Regions from separate parts of the Danio rerio genome. Here region 1 is linked to region 2. Evidence: chromatin contacts called from public HiCAR-type data. All regions are on one chromosome and are shown on one strand. Each heading gives the region's core, a stretch centred on a gene start, on an enhancer-like site or on the middle of the called end of the contact. The rest is flanking DNA. Distances are from core to core; before and after follow the strand shown. Region 1 overlaps si:ch211-51h4.2. Region 2 has its middle 100 kb from the start of tbl1xr1a.

Region 1 (7,425 bases), core at 3,968-6,467, 200 kb after region 2:
GACATAATTGCCTTGAAAAGAGAAAGAAAAACAGCACTATTGTCTGGATGAGGGGTGACAGGAGCATGGCTGCTTCGAAGCTCTTCTGATACAGACTGTTACCTTGTTTAACAAGAAGCTTGAGGGTTTTACATTTTAGGAGGAAGACTCTAGTCAATAGGAGTGTGCAATATTGTATAAAGGCTTCAATATAAATGCAATTTGCTTATTTTATGGATCAACAATATATTTTTGTGCTTTGTTCTGATATGATGTCTAGTTGTTTTGTCCATCACTGAGTGTATTTATTTACTTATGTAAATGTGTGTAAACCTACCTACCTACCTACCTAGATTCATGCCATCAGAACCGGCCCATGCCTAGTCTTAACACGTAATTCATTGAATTATTAACTTAAATGATTCGTTCAGAATGGCTAATTCATTTCACTTAGTAGAAACAAAGCAGATTTTTTCAAAAAGAGATTAATTCAGGAACTTAATAAAGCAGTTTCACAATTGTTCTGCTCCACTTTGTTTGGATTTAATAAAGTTGAGAGTTGTTTTAATCACTGTATCAGCTTCTTGGTGATTAACTGATATGAAATCTCTAGGGGTCACATACTTTTGGGGGCACATTTTAACGCATATATCACAAAATACAAAAATTATTCGAAGTCATTTTTCATGCATCACTCTGCAGTTTTCTTAAACAAGATAATTAAATAACTTAATATAATCTAATGATCAAAATAATCTTCTATGTTAATTTATTTGACAAGTAACTTTGTACTGGTGTAGGATAATATATTCCAATTTCTAACATTCAAGTACATCAAGGCACATTGTTGCACCTGTTAACTTTAACAGACAGACCTACAGTCTGAAAAAAATTTGTACAATTTCCTAAAAAAAAAATTTATTCTAGAGTCATAATAAGTCGCATTTCGTATTGTTAATTTCGTGAATAAAAGCAGTTTTTAATTTAAATAAAAATAAGGTCAGTATTATTAGCCTCCTTAAGAAATATTTATTGTATATTTTTGATATACACAACAATTCATTTTCAAAATAATTTGACTAATTATTTTAACTTTCGTAGTTAACTGAATAAGTCTTTAAATTAGACTTTAATCTGAATAAAAGACTATAAAATACTTAAAGGGACTTTGTCTGAAAACAACTGTCTTGCAAAATAACTAGTAAAATGTTCTGCACTGACTGTCAGCATGGGGAAGATAAAAAAGTAGCTATTAGAAAGGAGTTACTTAAACTATTGTTTAAAAATGTGTTGTAAATAAATCATGTGTTGAAGACGGAAATCAAAAATGAATGAAGGCAAAACTAAACGAGTTGAATATGACTTACATGAGCGTGACTGAAAACTACATTTGATCAATGTCTTACATCTGTTCTTTGGTACTTGCCGACTGTTTGTAAATTCAAGACTGCAGTTTTTAATGTAAAACTATGTACACTAAATTTCTGATTAATAATGGTCTCTGAATAGCTGAGGACTTCCTATATTAAAAGTGTTAAAATCGCTATTGAAAACAGAAGTCTAATATCATCAACAGTGGACATTTTGATAGTGTTTCACAACATGAACATGACTGAAGTTTAATCTTTTTATTGCCTGTGTCAATTTGGGTGTCAACTTTTGACGAATGCGGGGAACTGATGCGCGCAGCACCGTCACAGAGAGAGCAAGTGCCGCGAAAGCAGAGGGAGCGATTGCGCGTGACACCTAGAGCATGCGAGAGAGGCATTCCTTTGCCTTTTTGAGCCCTCAAATGTGTCATTAAGTTTGACATGTTTCCTCCTTACACGCAACTTTTGTAAAGCACATTGCTGTATCACAATCCTTGCTTGTAAAATACGCTTTAAAATGCTTATTTTAAGTAAATTTGATGAACGCGATCATGCATGCTGATTTGAAGAGAGTCGCTCTCGCTCACCGAAAACCAGGCTGAATGCGATGTACTGAGCCCGTCCGTTGCCTAGCGACAATAACAAATGCCTGACATTGCCTGTCTGTATTCCTCCAAGTGTTTAAAATAAAATGTTTACAGATGGTTTGACACAACGCATGTATGCCTTCGATGCACCCCTTTCATGCTTCTTGCGTCCTTGTCGCAGCACCGAAATTAATTTGCTGATTTAATCCGGTACATACCGGTTACCAAGGTATTGGTGCTATAATGGCAACAGGTTTCGGTACCCAACCCTAGTGAGGATATATTGTACAATATTTATATGTAATTAAAAAACATTTAATAATGTCAGATTGTACATTGTTAAAATTATTCAAAGGTACTGCTAGAAAATATCAACAAAACTGATGGTGAAATGTTAATGGCATTAGTATCCACTGCTGACATTTGCTTTATATGATTCCCTTGAACCGTAGTGTGGTGCTTAGAAAACATTGCTCTGTTTGTTTACTCAGCCTGACACCACAGCTTTGGCTCAAGCAATAATGTTCATTTTCAGCAGGACTACCTCTTGATACCCCCCCACATCTGCTCTAATGTGCTTGAATGCATTTTAAAAGCAATAATTTACACTACGCACAGAAAAGTCTTCGCCAAGCTGTTTATCTCTCCGTAATATCACTCGAAAAGCAGGTCAGACATAATCCTCACAATTCACGGCACTCTTGAGACTGATTTCGAAAGCTCAGACTTTTGGGATATTTTCTTTTGTGCTTAATTGGTGGAAGAGGAACACTGACTGTGAAGGGTGTCTTGAGGAATTTGCGTCCAACGGTCAGTGTTACACAAGAACACAAGCTCTCCAGGCTTCTCATTGTTCACTGAGGCCCTCAGAGGTTCGAGAGGATCAAGTTCACTGTTGTCAAGGGAGTCGTGTGAAAAGCTCAGAGCTCCACTGCCAAACACGCACACACATGCACATGCACGCACACACACAAACACATCGGAAGGTGTAATCAGCCTCTTCTGTACGGTTAAAAGTGTGTAGGTTTTCAATGCTGAAAGACTTTCTCCTCCCAGTTGAATGAGCCGACTGTAAGTAAGCCATCTGTGTGTTGACTTACTGAAGAGTGTAAACATTGTGGCTCTGTGGCGCTTTCAAAATATTGCTCTGTTTGCATCATCAGCCTGATGTGTTGGTCTTTAGTCTCGGATCATCTGACAAAGTTGGTTCATGTTAAAATGCCATGTGGTTGGGTTGTCTTTGTTATATGTTTTATTTCATAAACTCATGGTAACGTTTTAAATTATTGTCTATGTATTTACTAGTATGAACAATAAATTTAGGATTCAGCTTTTATTCCTCTTTGTTGATGTTAGTAAATGAAAATAAAGTTGTTCATTGTTTACGAACGTTAGTACAAGGCTCTATGGAATATTCGATTCTGATTGGTCAGTCACGACAGTCCAAGGTATGTTATTCCTAGTTAACAACCGCAGAAAGTAATAGCACAGGCTCATCTGGCTCAGGCTCATGTTCACCTAATATGTTTACATTCACATTAAAGGCTGATTTATACTTCTGTGTCGAGTGATCGGCACCTGCCTTGCACGTAGTCTTACATTTACACTTCTACACTCTGCAATAACACTTCCGAAATGCTAGCTGGCAGAAGGTGTATATATTTCCCTTTGTCGAGTTTCTTCAAGGGTGTTTTGTTTTTTCCGAATTTCCGAAGTAGCTAAAACGTACTAATTTAGAGGCAGGAACCAGTGGACGTGCAACAACTTTAATCACAAGGTAAACACAAAGCTAAAGTTTCCATTTGGAGCTCCTTCACGGTTCTCCATTGGGTTTGCGGCTCTCTGTACCACCCACCCTCATCACTTCTACCAAGCTGACCAATCACAGAGTTGGCAATGCACGTCATTGCGATGTGTAGTTACATTTTTTGTGAGGGGTGCATCGTTGAGGGCTATTTAAAGGCTGCACCAAACCATACACCAGAAGTACAAGTTAGCCTTAATTGTTAGGTTTCATCTTGTGACAGAATAATACAGAGGTTAGTGTATATTCCGTTCAGCCATTTTTGTTTTTGTTAGCATTTGATTAAAGTTTAAAACTATTATTGCTCTGAACAACGTTTTTTTTTTTTACATATTTCGCAAAATAAATTCCTTTGCTTTGCATTAGCCTGTGTTTAGGCCTGTCTCGATATCTATTTTTTTGTTATAAAAAATATAAAATTACAATGCAAGTACACTCTTCTAAAGAACGCATAACATTTTATTCCTAAAAAATTAAATTAAATTATAGGTCATTTAACTTTTTAATAATTAGGCAATGGAATCAGAATGTGATGATACATATCCTAAATAAATAATAATAAATGTTGACAAAAGCGCTGGGTAAAATGCAACAGAGGCTGTGATATCTGTGACCAGATCTATTTTATAGTAACTTTATAGTACTTTTACAGTACTTTATAGTAACTACTATAGTGTTTTATTAATCATACTGACACATCCAATAGAGATGTCCGTACAACTCCAATAGAGACATCCATTAAATATTACACAGTCGGCTAAAATGTTGCTAGAATTGTTTTATGTATGGGCGATATATATTGCATCACCAAAAATGATTGAGGTCATGTCCATGTGTTGTGCGATAAGTGGATATATTGATTATTGTGTCAGGCCTAGTTGTATTCTACAATAACAACCGCCTGGATGTGCTTTATCCCTCACTTAACAAGCATAACGTTGGATTTTAATAATGCATCAGTAAATTAATGAATCCAAGTTGTCTTTTTCTTTTGCATTTACACATTTATAAATCTTTCTCATTAAAATCAACCAATGTTTGAGGAATATTGTATTTTCAATTGCACATGTTAAGTGACTAAAACTCGCAGCACTTGCAAAGGAGTTTGTGTGGATCAGTTAATGTGAACAGTCCTTTCCGAGACACTGAAAACACATTACAAACTCTACTACATCCAATTACATATGCATCATTACATTTTATTTTTATTTAAAAAACAACACTGGACCATGTGGCATTCTCATATTTAGTTAGAATTACGTACAAAAATGTAACTCAGATTTTATTATTTTTTTTAAACAAGAATCGTTACACCTTTTCTATTTTTTGCAACTTGTGTCTAACAACAGTCGTGAACAGCAGGCAAATGGCTAGATTTGTAAACCCTCCTTCTGGCCTCTTTTGACATAATCCCTATGAAGTGGTCTGTTATCAGTCTGTAACCCGATAGTCATCCGTCACACCTTTCACCCAAACTAGTTGAATAGCATTTCCTGTCAGACTTCCCCCTTCAGCCTTGAATAACACAGAACAAACTCCCTCACCCCGTGTGCGTGCCTTCATTCCACTGTTACGCAACTCACACCGCCTTTGATTATACAATGAAGATTACTCTACACACCAAGCATCCTCAAGTGCACCAAAATGTCGTCCAAGCCAGAGGACGCATCACGATATTTGCATTCCCAATGGCGATTTACGAGACACAGATGGCGATATATCTCACAGCGGTCCCTGTTTGCTGTGACCCGCTTCGATAAAAGCTCTTTCTGTGTCACGTCTATGAGGGAATTTCCCCACCCGTGGTTTCTTTACTTGAACTAATGTTGCTGACTGTAAATGCCTGGAGTTCCCTGCTCTGTTTTACAGGCTTGGTGGTCTTGACGAGCAGGACTGATTTATTGGTCCTCCTCGGTATCGACTCAGCCGCTCGATAATATAGATGAGCACTCTGCACTGTTGCAGAGATTTAATTTGGCTATGCTGTGAGATAAAACGCATCGATCCGGTGGCACCGTTTGGCCTGATTTGATTGGTCGCTGCAGCAGCTCTGTTATCTGATTGGCTCTGACGCTGCCTTTTGATGATGTGCTCCTATTTGCATGCGTTTGCATAATTTATGAAGGGAATGCAAGACGGCCGGCTCCAATGTTTGAGGCTAAATGTTAGTCAAAAACGAGCTTTAGGAGAGAGCAGGTAGGTGTTACATCACATGGTGGCACAGTTTAGAAATAGAACAAAACCTCACCTCTCAAAAACGAGCAAGAACTGAGGAGACGACAAGCTATCCTTCTCGCTAACAAACCACATCCTTTGACTGCAACGGGGAAACACTTTCCACTTCACTTCTCTATATAAATGAGGATGTGATCTGGAGTGGCAGACACAGAGGTCGCCAGGAAATGGGTCACTTTTTTAGAATTAGCCCACTTGTGGTTACGCAGCATTTCAATGTGGAACTGAAAATATGTTTGTGCTTGGGGATGCTGTTTTCTGGAGGAAGTCCGAATGCTGAGCAGATATAGTGATATAGAGTGTTGCATGAATAAACAACCTTAAAGTTGACCAGTTTCTTGTGAATGAAAAATGTTGCTTGTTCATAATAATGCACAAGCCTGATTGACCAAATCTAGATGAATTACTCCAATCGCTTGGTTGCTTCATTTCCATTGAATGCTTCAGTAAGCTATGGTATGACACTGAATAGGTCACCTTTATTAGGCTTGTGTCTCTACTGCCAAAAGGTATGAATGGTATCCTTTCGGTGGGCGTGGTTTAGGACAAAAAATTGCAGTCGACGTCATTCTCGCTCAAGGAAATGTCAAAGTAAAGCTTTACAGGTCGTTCACATATCATATACAAAACAGATGCTTTATACACATAAACAGGCCAACTTGTGTATAAATGTTAATAACTAAACTTTATATGAACATGATTGGACTATGGCTGCAGATCAATGATAATTCGAAATAGTATTGTAACGTCTGATATTTTATATATTTATATATACTGTATAAGGGTTGTCGCAATACCATTAATTCACATTACTATACTATACCAGCTAAAGTATTGTGATACCAAGTATAATTGCGCTACTGCAATTCATAACTCAAATCTATAAAATAAAGTAAATTGTTAAATACTGTATATTATGTTATAATAGGTGTACTTGATTTAAATGTAGAATTCCCTTATTATTGAAAACAGTATTTGTACAGCACTTCCCACTAAAATGCATTAGTTCTATTTGTTTATTTTGTAGATAACTGACCAACAAAAAATACAATAAAATAAAGATACAAATTATACAGAACAATTTTTTTTTACAAAACGAGCAAATTAGGGTATATGAAACGGTCAAAAATAGTTTTTAACTTTTTCTGTAGCTCTTTTGGGTTTTCATCTATTGTTTTTTTTTCAGTCTTATTAGATAAGAATTGAAAGTAATTCAAAATTTCACTGTGAGTTGTTCTTTTTAAGAGATTGTTGCGTTTTTTGTAGCTAGTAAATCATATTGACAGAAACAGAAATTAACTGATTCAGATGTACGTTCGAATTGAAGCATCAGAAAACGTGCAATAGGCTACCATAAAAATTGTACAAAGCTTTGCAACTTTAAAGGGCTCCACAGACTTTTCAAATAAAATGGTCTATTGTTGCAGAAACGTGTGAGCATTTTAGTCAC
Region 2 (6,856 bases), core at 2,201-4,700:
AGCTGTATAATAGCATTAGTTAATGCACTGTGAGTTGGAATAAGCTAACAGTGAACAGCTTGAACGTTAACGAAGACGATAAATATTGTAATAAATTTATTGCTTCATTGTTTGTTCAAGTTAGTGAATCCATTACATAATTTAATTGTTTAAAGCATACTTTAAACTCTTTGCCCTGCTCAATTGTGGTTTAACTACAGAGCACACAGCTTACGAAAGCTTCTATTTGCTTATAATGATGCTTTGAGAATTCTGTGTATAAATGTATCTGCTAGACTAATGCTTCCAGCAAAGAGACTATTGTGGGTTTTTTTTACATATAGAGGTAAGTACTACAAGCTATCAATCAGCTGTGAAGACATTGATGTTGTTGTACTTTGTAAATTGTTATAGTTTGTGTCAGATGTTATGGATTATTAATACAAATATATCTTATTATTTAATGTCATTTTTTATTGTAAACAGCCAAATAAATGTCTCATTTTTCATGTCAGTTTATGGTTAGTTATGGTGTGTGCATCAAAGAGTCTCAGACTAAAACCGGCAAATATTAAAATATAAAATGATGCTTACTTTCTGACCGCCATCCAGTTAATTTGTATAGTAAGTATATTACAGTCAATAACTTCTTTCACTTTGCCTTGGATGCATGGCTTTAGATGCACTTGATTCAGAAGCTTGAACTTCATGTACTGTATAGACCAGTAGTCACCAAACTTGCTCCTGGAGGGCCGGTGTCCTGGAGATTTTAGCTCCAACCCTAATCAAACACACCTGAATAAGCTAATCAAGGTCTTATTAGGTATACTAGAAACATCCAGGCAGGTGTGTTGAGGCAAGTTGGAGCTAAATCCTGCAGGGACACCGGCCCTCCAGGACCGAGATTGGTGACCCTTGGTATAGACTATCCGAAATAATAATTTCAAAAACACTGAATATATATATATATATATATATATATATATATATATATATATATATATATATATATATATATATATATATATATATATATAAATATATGAGCAATATGCAGTGGAACTGTTGAATAAACACGATATCATACTTGTAGCAGTGCGATATGGCTATATATCAGCATTGGTGCTAGGCGTGCATTAGCACAAGGCTGCAGGCTGATATACAGCCAAATCGCACTGCTACAAGTGTTATATTGCGTTTATTCAACAGTTCAACTGCATAATCGTGTCTAAAAACCTTTTTTTTATTAGGAACTACTTTCTTCCACCCTTCATTCACTTCTGCAGCTGACGTCAAAACAGCAGAAGCCGTTACTAATTCACCAACATCACTTTAGAGCTAGTGGTTGAATGACTATCTATAGCAGGGGTGGGCAAACACGGTTCTGGAGGGCCGGTGTCCTGCACAGTTTAGCTCCAACTCTAATCAAACACACCTGCTTATAAATTTCTAGTGATCTTGAAGACACTGATTAGCATGTTCAGGTGTGTTTGATTAGTATTACTGTGCAGGACACCAGCCCTCCCAGTTTGCCCACCCCTGCTCTATAGCGTAATGTCTAAAGTGATGACAAAACAGCTTTTATTTTTTTAAATATTTTTTTTATTTTTAAGATTATAAGACTGAACGTGACCTGAAATGCCATCTGTCTACAGAGATATCTCTCTACAGTCTATTACAGACTACAGTATTTCTCTGTTGCAATCGGTATATTGTTACGGGTACCAAGTGTCCCAGCATTTACCCGAAGACTTTTAGCAGGGAAAAAAAGGAGACAAACTTTTTCGCTCTTCCTATTGGCCTTTATGCGTTTCTCCCAAGTTCTGTCGACAATATTCATGCCAGTCAACTTTAATTTGGCATTAAGTAGGCAAAAAGAAAAGAAAAAGACGCCCAAACATCTGTCGCAAAATAAAATGTTACATTATGGAAATAAACGAATGATACAGCGGTAGAGCGACCATCACACACTTCACAGAGCTCACCAGAACTGAACTGAGCTCCCATAAATGTGTGCTTACAACTCAAAGGCAAAACAACCGCAGAAGAAGTCCTCTTAATGGGGACATAACATTTATATACAAAGCATATCAAACAATAAGCGCCTGTTACAATATGACAATAATTAACCCCTAAAAAAGCAGCGCAATAACTAAAAGACTGCTGGTGTATTTACGAGAAGGATAAACAATAAACACATGCGGGCATTTCTTCTTTCTTTCTGCCAACACAACACACATTTCTGATTTGTGAGTCCCATATCTCACACTAAGTGCACTACATTTACTTATGGTAACATTATAAATACAGCACAACAACATGCAAAAGAGAGAGATCGACTTGGAATATCACTTATCAGTTTAATAATCATTTGATCAGCTGTAGTTATGTTGTTTTTATCTTCTAATGGCTTATTATGCGGTCCTGTCGCCATCTTGTGAATGAAAACATCAACCGTCCTTGTTCGACTCTGTATGGCTGGCCAATGACCATCTTTCAAAAATTGTAAATATTTTAAAATATGTACTATTTTTATAAACAAAATGCATAGTTGCAATCTAAACGACTACATTCTTGACTAAAAAAAGTCTCAAAAGGACAATGTTGTCCAACAGCAGCAATATTTGTAGAGTGTCCTCTGCTTGTTGCTGACTGTGGGCGGAGTAATACACAAAGGTGAAATTTGAAGAGGCCTTTGTGTGCTGTTACTGGCAAAATATCGCACGGCTATCAGCAAATAAGATTCAAGAACCAGACAGAAATGTTGTTTGAAGAAATGTAACAGTTTCATTTCGACCTCCAATAAAGATTACTTTCTGTTCTTGAATCTTTTCTTTAAATGTGTGATGTTTTATACCTGCCCACAAAATTTCTTACAAATAGGCCAAATCATACACCTCCAGTACCTAGTCCTTTATACCAAAAAGGCCCACAAACAAAACAGGGCGTTTTGCAACCTTGTTTTGTGTTGCTGCCATCCTATTAGCGGCTCTATCGTGATCCGTGACACATATATAAAAGGAACCGGCTGCTGCTTCGACTCAACTCTCATGTAACAATAAATGCTAATGGTTTCCATGGCAACCGTTTATTTTGCTCCATAAACAAAGTCTTTGAAGACTAGCTAATGCATAACATTTGGACGATTGCTACTAAACTACAAAAACACGAAATACTTCTGAATCCAACATCAGCATACAAATGTTGATCCCAGGGTTAGCGTATAAGATGGCTATAAACAGGGAAATGACAATTACAGTGTTTCAAAGCGTTTCAGTCATTTTGAAGGAAATCTGGACTGAACCAGCAGCTGTCTGTGCGTGTTTGGAATAAACGGCCCGCACAGATGGACGAGCACTATGCATTTTAGGAAGCACTCAAACATCACAGCGATCACAGCCTTCGCCGCCCCGCTCTGCACAGCCACATTAAGCAGGCTTAGCTGAATGTAGGTGAAAGGGCTTTCTCTCTCCAAGCGGCTCCCGCAGAGGAAGGAAAGAGAGGGGGAAGGGACTTTGTGGCGTACTGAGGAAAAGCGGGAAGGAAAGATCATGGCCATTTTAGTTCTGACTGAAGGCAGCTTGACAGGTTTGTCTGCACAAGGAGAGTCACAGCACATGTGCTCCTAATAAAGTCAGGCATCCCCATACAAAAAAAAAAATGTCACAATGATAACGTTTAATATGAAGAACAAGCCCTGACAGATCAAGGAAGGTTTTTTTTGTGTCATCCGAGCACTTGCCGATTAAAATACACCCTTGTCTTGCACAAACAGAATGAATCCTGTATTGCCTGTGGCTTCGAAATGTAATCGATCAAAGGTACGTGTTGTCTGTAACTGACTTTGACACCACAATCAAGAGTGTTTATCTATGTTCATCATAATGCAAACATTCCTTATGATTAATGACTGTCTACTGTGTCTTGAAGCACAGCACTTTCTTTTTTTTTTCCTATGAAGGATGAGTGTGATTATCAAGCAGAATCTACTCTTTGTCATCTGAATTACATGTTTCATAAGTTGTTGACGTCATAACGTGATTATCATGAATGAGGGATTTTTTCCTGAAGCCTAAATCAGTGCTCGACGCAGCAGATGTGTGCGTTTCGTTTCATTTTCAGAAATGTCTTGCACTGGATGAAACGAGGTATCCCTTGTTTTCATGTCAGCTTTAAAGCTGAGCATTCTAGAAATTCAAAGTATGTTTTAACTAAATTAAATGTTTTGATCTGTTGTGATGCTACATGTGTCCTTTAGTGGTTAGTAGTGAGTTAATAATCTGTTGGGAAATGTTTACCCTTAAATGATACTTTATAGAAATGAAGGAGATAAAAAAATAACAACATCAAAAAACAAAAAAACACAGCTGGGTTGACAAGCGCTTGTTGGATGGTCTTAAAAGATATGCAACTACTTTAAATAATAGCAATGTGATATTCTGCAATTACAGCACTCATACAGCCTCCTTTATGGTGGCCGAGAGAGCTTAACACACTGCAATTTCAGAAAGCACCTGCAATTACAAAAAACACCACCAAATAAAGAAACGCTCTTTATTAACCTGACAGCACACATGTTGCATCTAGTCACAACACAAACAACTAAAGAAACGCGCAGCTTATTGGTCACAACACTTGAAAATACTCCACGTAACACAACGGAAATCAGACATCCCAAGTTGGAAAGAGTCATTTCCGGAGGATACAGAGTTGATTTGCGGGAGGTAGCGCATTAGTGGGTACATGAAGAGCGGGGGCAGGGTGGGGGAAAGGGGGTGACGTATCTGTAAAGGGGGGGCGTGTGCGGGAGACGTACTTGAAGAGTGATGGGGGTGAGTTGCGCGCGACGTACCTGAAGAACGGTGGGGGTGAGTTGCGGGAGACGTACCTGAAGAACGGTGGGGGTGAGTTGCGGGAGACGTACCTGAAGAACGGTGGGGGTGAGTTGCGGGAGACGTACCTGAAGAACGGTGGGGGTGAGTTGCGGGAGACGTACCTGAAGAGCTAGTAGGGATGCAGTGGAGAGAGGGGTGTGCAACATATTTTAGGGCCGGGCAGGAGACGCGTGATTTCCGGGAAATTATGATTCATTTGCGGGCATCCGAGAGTGTCTATGCATTTTAGGCATACTCCCGCAACTTCCGGGAGACTTGGGATGTCTGGGAAATGTTTCAAGGGGACCCAAAAGCATGACGGACCCAGCTGAGATATGGATGGGTTATGTCGTGTTATCAGGATATTAAAATAAACAACAAACAACTCACCTTTCAAAGACCACCAAACACTTAACTGAGCAACAGTCACGGCATAATAACACATCCATATCTCAGCAGGGTCTGTCATGTTTTTTGGGGCAAATTTCCCCCCTGGCCTCTGTCCATCATGGTCTCCTAACCCTCCCCATATTATAATTAGCTTCATCACTCTGTCTCCTCTTCACCAATCAGCTGGAGTGTGGTGTGGCGCAAAATGGCTGTCGTCGCATCATCCAGGTGAATGCTGCACACTGGTGGTGAACGAGATGTCCTCCTGTGTGTAAATTGCTTTGAGCGCCCAGAAAAGCACAATATAAAATGTGAGGAATTATTATTATTTATTATTATACTATATTTTTGAGTAAGCGCTTAAGTGCATAGTGTACCATTTTGGATGCAGTGATTGTGAAGGAATCATGTTCTGTTGTGCATTTCATTTTGCCGTAGATTTTTAGCACTTTGAACTTATATTGAAGTGAAGAACGTGTAGAATAATGGTGTTGTTTATTGTGCACACAAAATAATTACCATAGATTCATAACAATATGATTCAACCAGGAGACAAATGAAGTTTTTGGTATCTTTTGGAACACTGAAAGTCTCACAACATTTGTTGTACATGGAGGGTCAGAGAGCTCTCAGATTTTATCCGAAATATCTTTATTTGAGTTCCTAAGATGAATTGAAGGTCTCAGGGTCTTGGAAGTACATTAATTAAAAATGTATTTTTTGCACTTAAGTGTTAACAGCACCACCTAGAGCACCTATCCTCCCATTAGTATTTTCTAATCTTGATGTGTATAAACAGTCCTTGTAGTCCTAAATGATCCAGACTATCTAAGAACCTGTGCTGACCGGCAAGATCTCATTTTCTCATAGATCTTCAACAGATCACTGGAACAGCACAACGTTCCGTCCTGCTTTAAGCGCTTTACCATCATCCCAATCCCGTAGAAGCCAAAGATCACTTGACTCAATGACTACAGACCTGTTGCCATCTTAACATCTGTGGCCATGAAGTCATTCGAAAGACTGGTGCTAGCGTATCTGAAGGACATCACTGGACCCCTGCTGGATCCCCAGCAGTTTGCCTATAGAGCAAACAGGACTGTGGATGATGCAGTCAACATGGGACTGCATTACACCCTTCAACATCTGGAAAAACCAGGTAACTACGCAAGGATTCTGTTTGTGAACTTCAGTTCTGCCTTTAACAGCTCTGTCTTATCACTGTCCTATCACCATCCTAGCTCTGTCCTATTACTGCTCGAAGTACAAACTGCCCCAGATCTCTGTTCCTAGCTGTCTGTCAATGGATCACCACCAGCTTTCTGACAGATAGACAACAGCTAGTCAGAATGGGCAAAATCCCATCCAACAGTCTCACCATCAGCACTGGTGCCCCCCAGGGATGTGTTCTCTCTCTACTGCTCTTCTCTATGTACACCAACACCTGCAACACAAAAGATCCCTCCATTAAGCTCCTTAAGTTTGCAGGCGACACTACTGTTGCCTCATCCAGAATGGTGACGAGTCTGCATACAGACATGAGGTTGAGCGGCTGGCTTTATGGTGCTGATACAACAACCTGGAGCTGAACACGCTCAAAACAGTGGAGATGA

Evidence for each region. HiCAR-type assays count read pairs that join an accessible place to other places.
Region 1: a HiCAR-type map of caudal fin shows a contact between it and region 2, with 6 times the contacts expected there. The contact joins two enhancer-like sites. A contact is called at or near these places in 2 of 18 Hi-C or Micro-C datasets (caudal fin and an unstated tissue) and 1 of 4 datasets of contacts at active chromatin or transcription factors (caudal fin).

The regions. Positions count from the first base shown.
Region 1 is chr11:8,887,239-8,894,663 of GRCz12tu, forward strand. The region is part of intron 18 of si:ch211-51h4.2; the gene reads right to left. The region is part of intron 3 of tbl1xr1a (TBL1X/Y related 1a); the gene reads left to right. Among named protein-coding and RNA genes, the nearest start is that of tbl1xr1a, 92 kb to the left of the region's middle. Within about 2 kb of position 5,218, at least 39 of the 62 cell types and tissues checked have an H3K27ac peak or open chromatin away from gene starts, as enhancers often do. A contact at or near this core is called in caudal fin, where this site is marked.
Region 2 is chr11:8,692,666-8,699,521 of GRCz12tu, forward strand. No RefSeq gene overlaps it. Among named protein-coding and RNA genes, the nearest start is that of tbl1xr1a, 100 kb to the right of the region's middle. Within about 2 kb of position 3,451, at least 52 of the 62 cell types and tissues checked have an H3K27ac peak or open chromatin away from gene starts, as enhancers often do. A contact at or near this core is called in caudal fin, where this site is marked.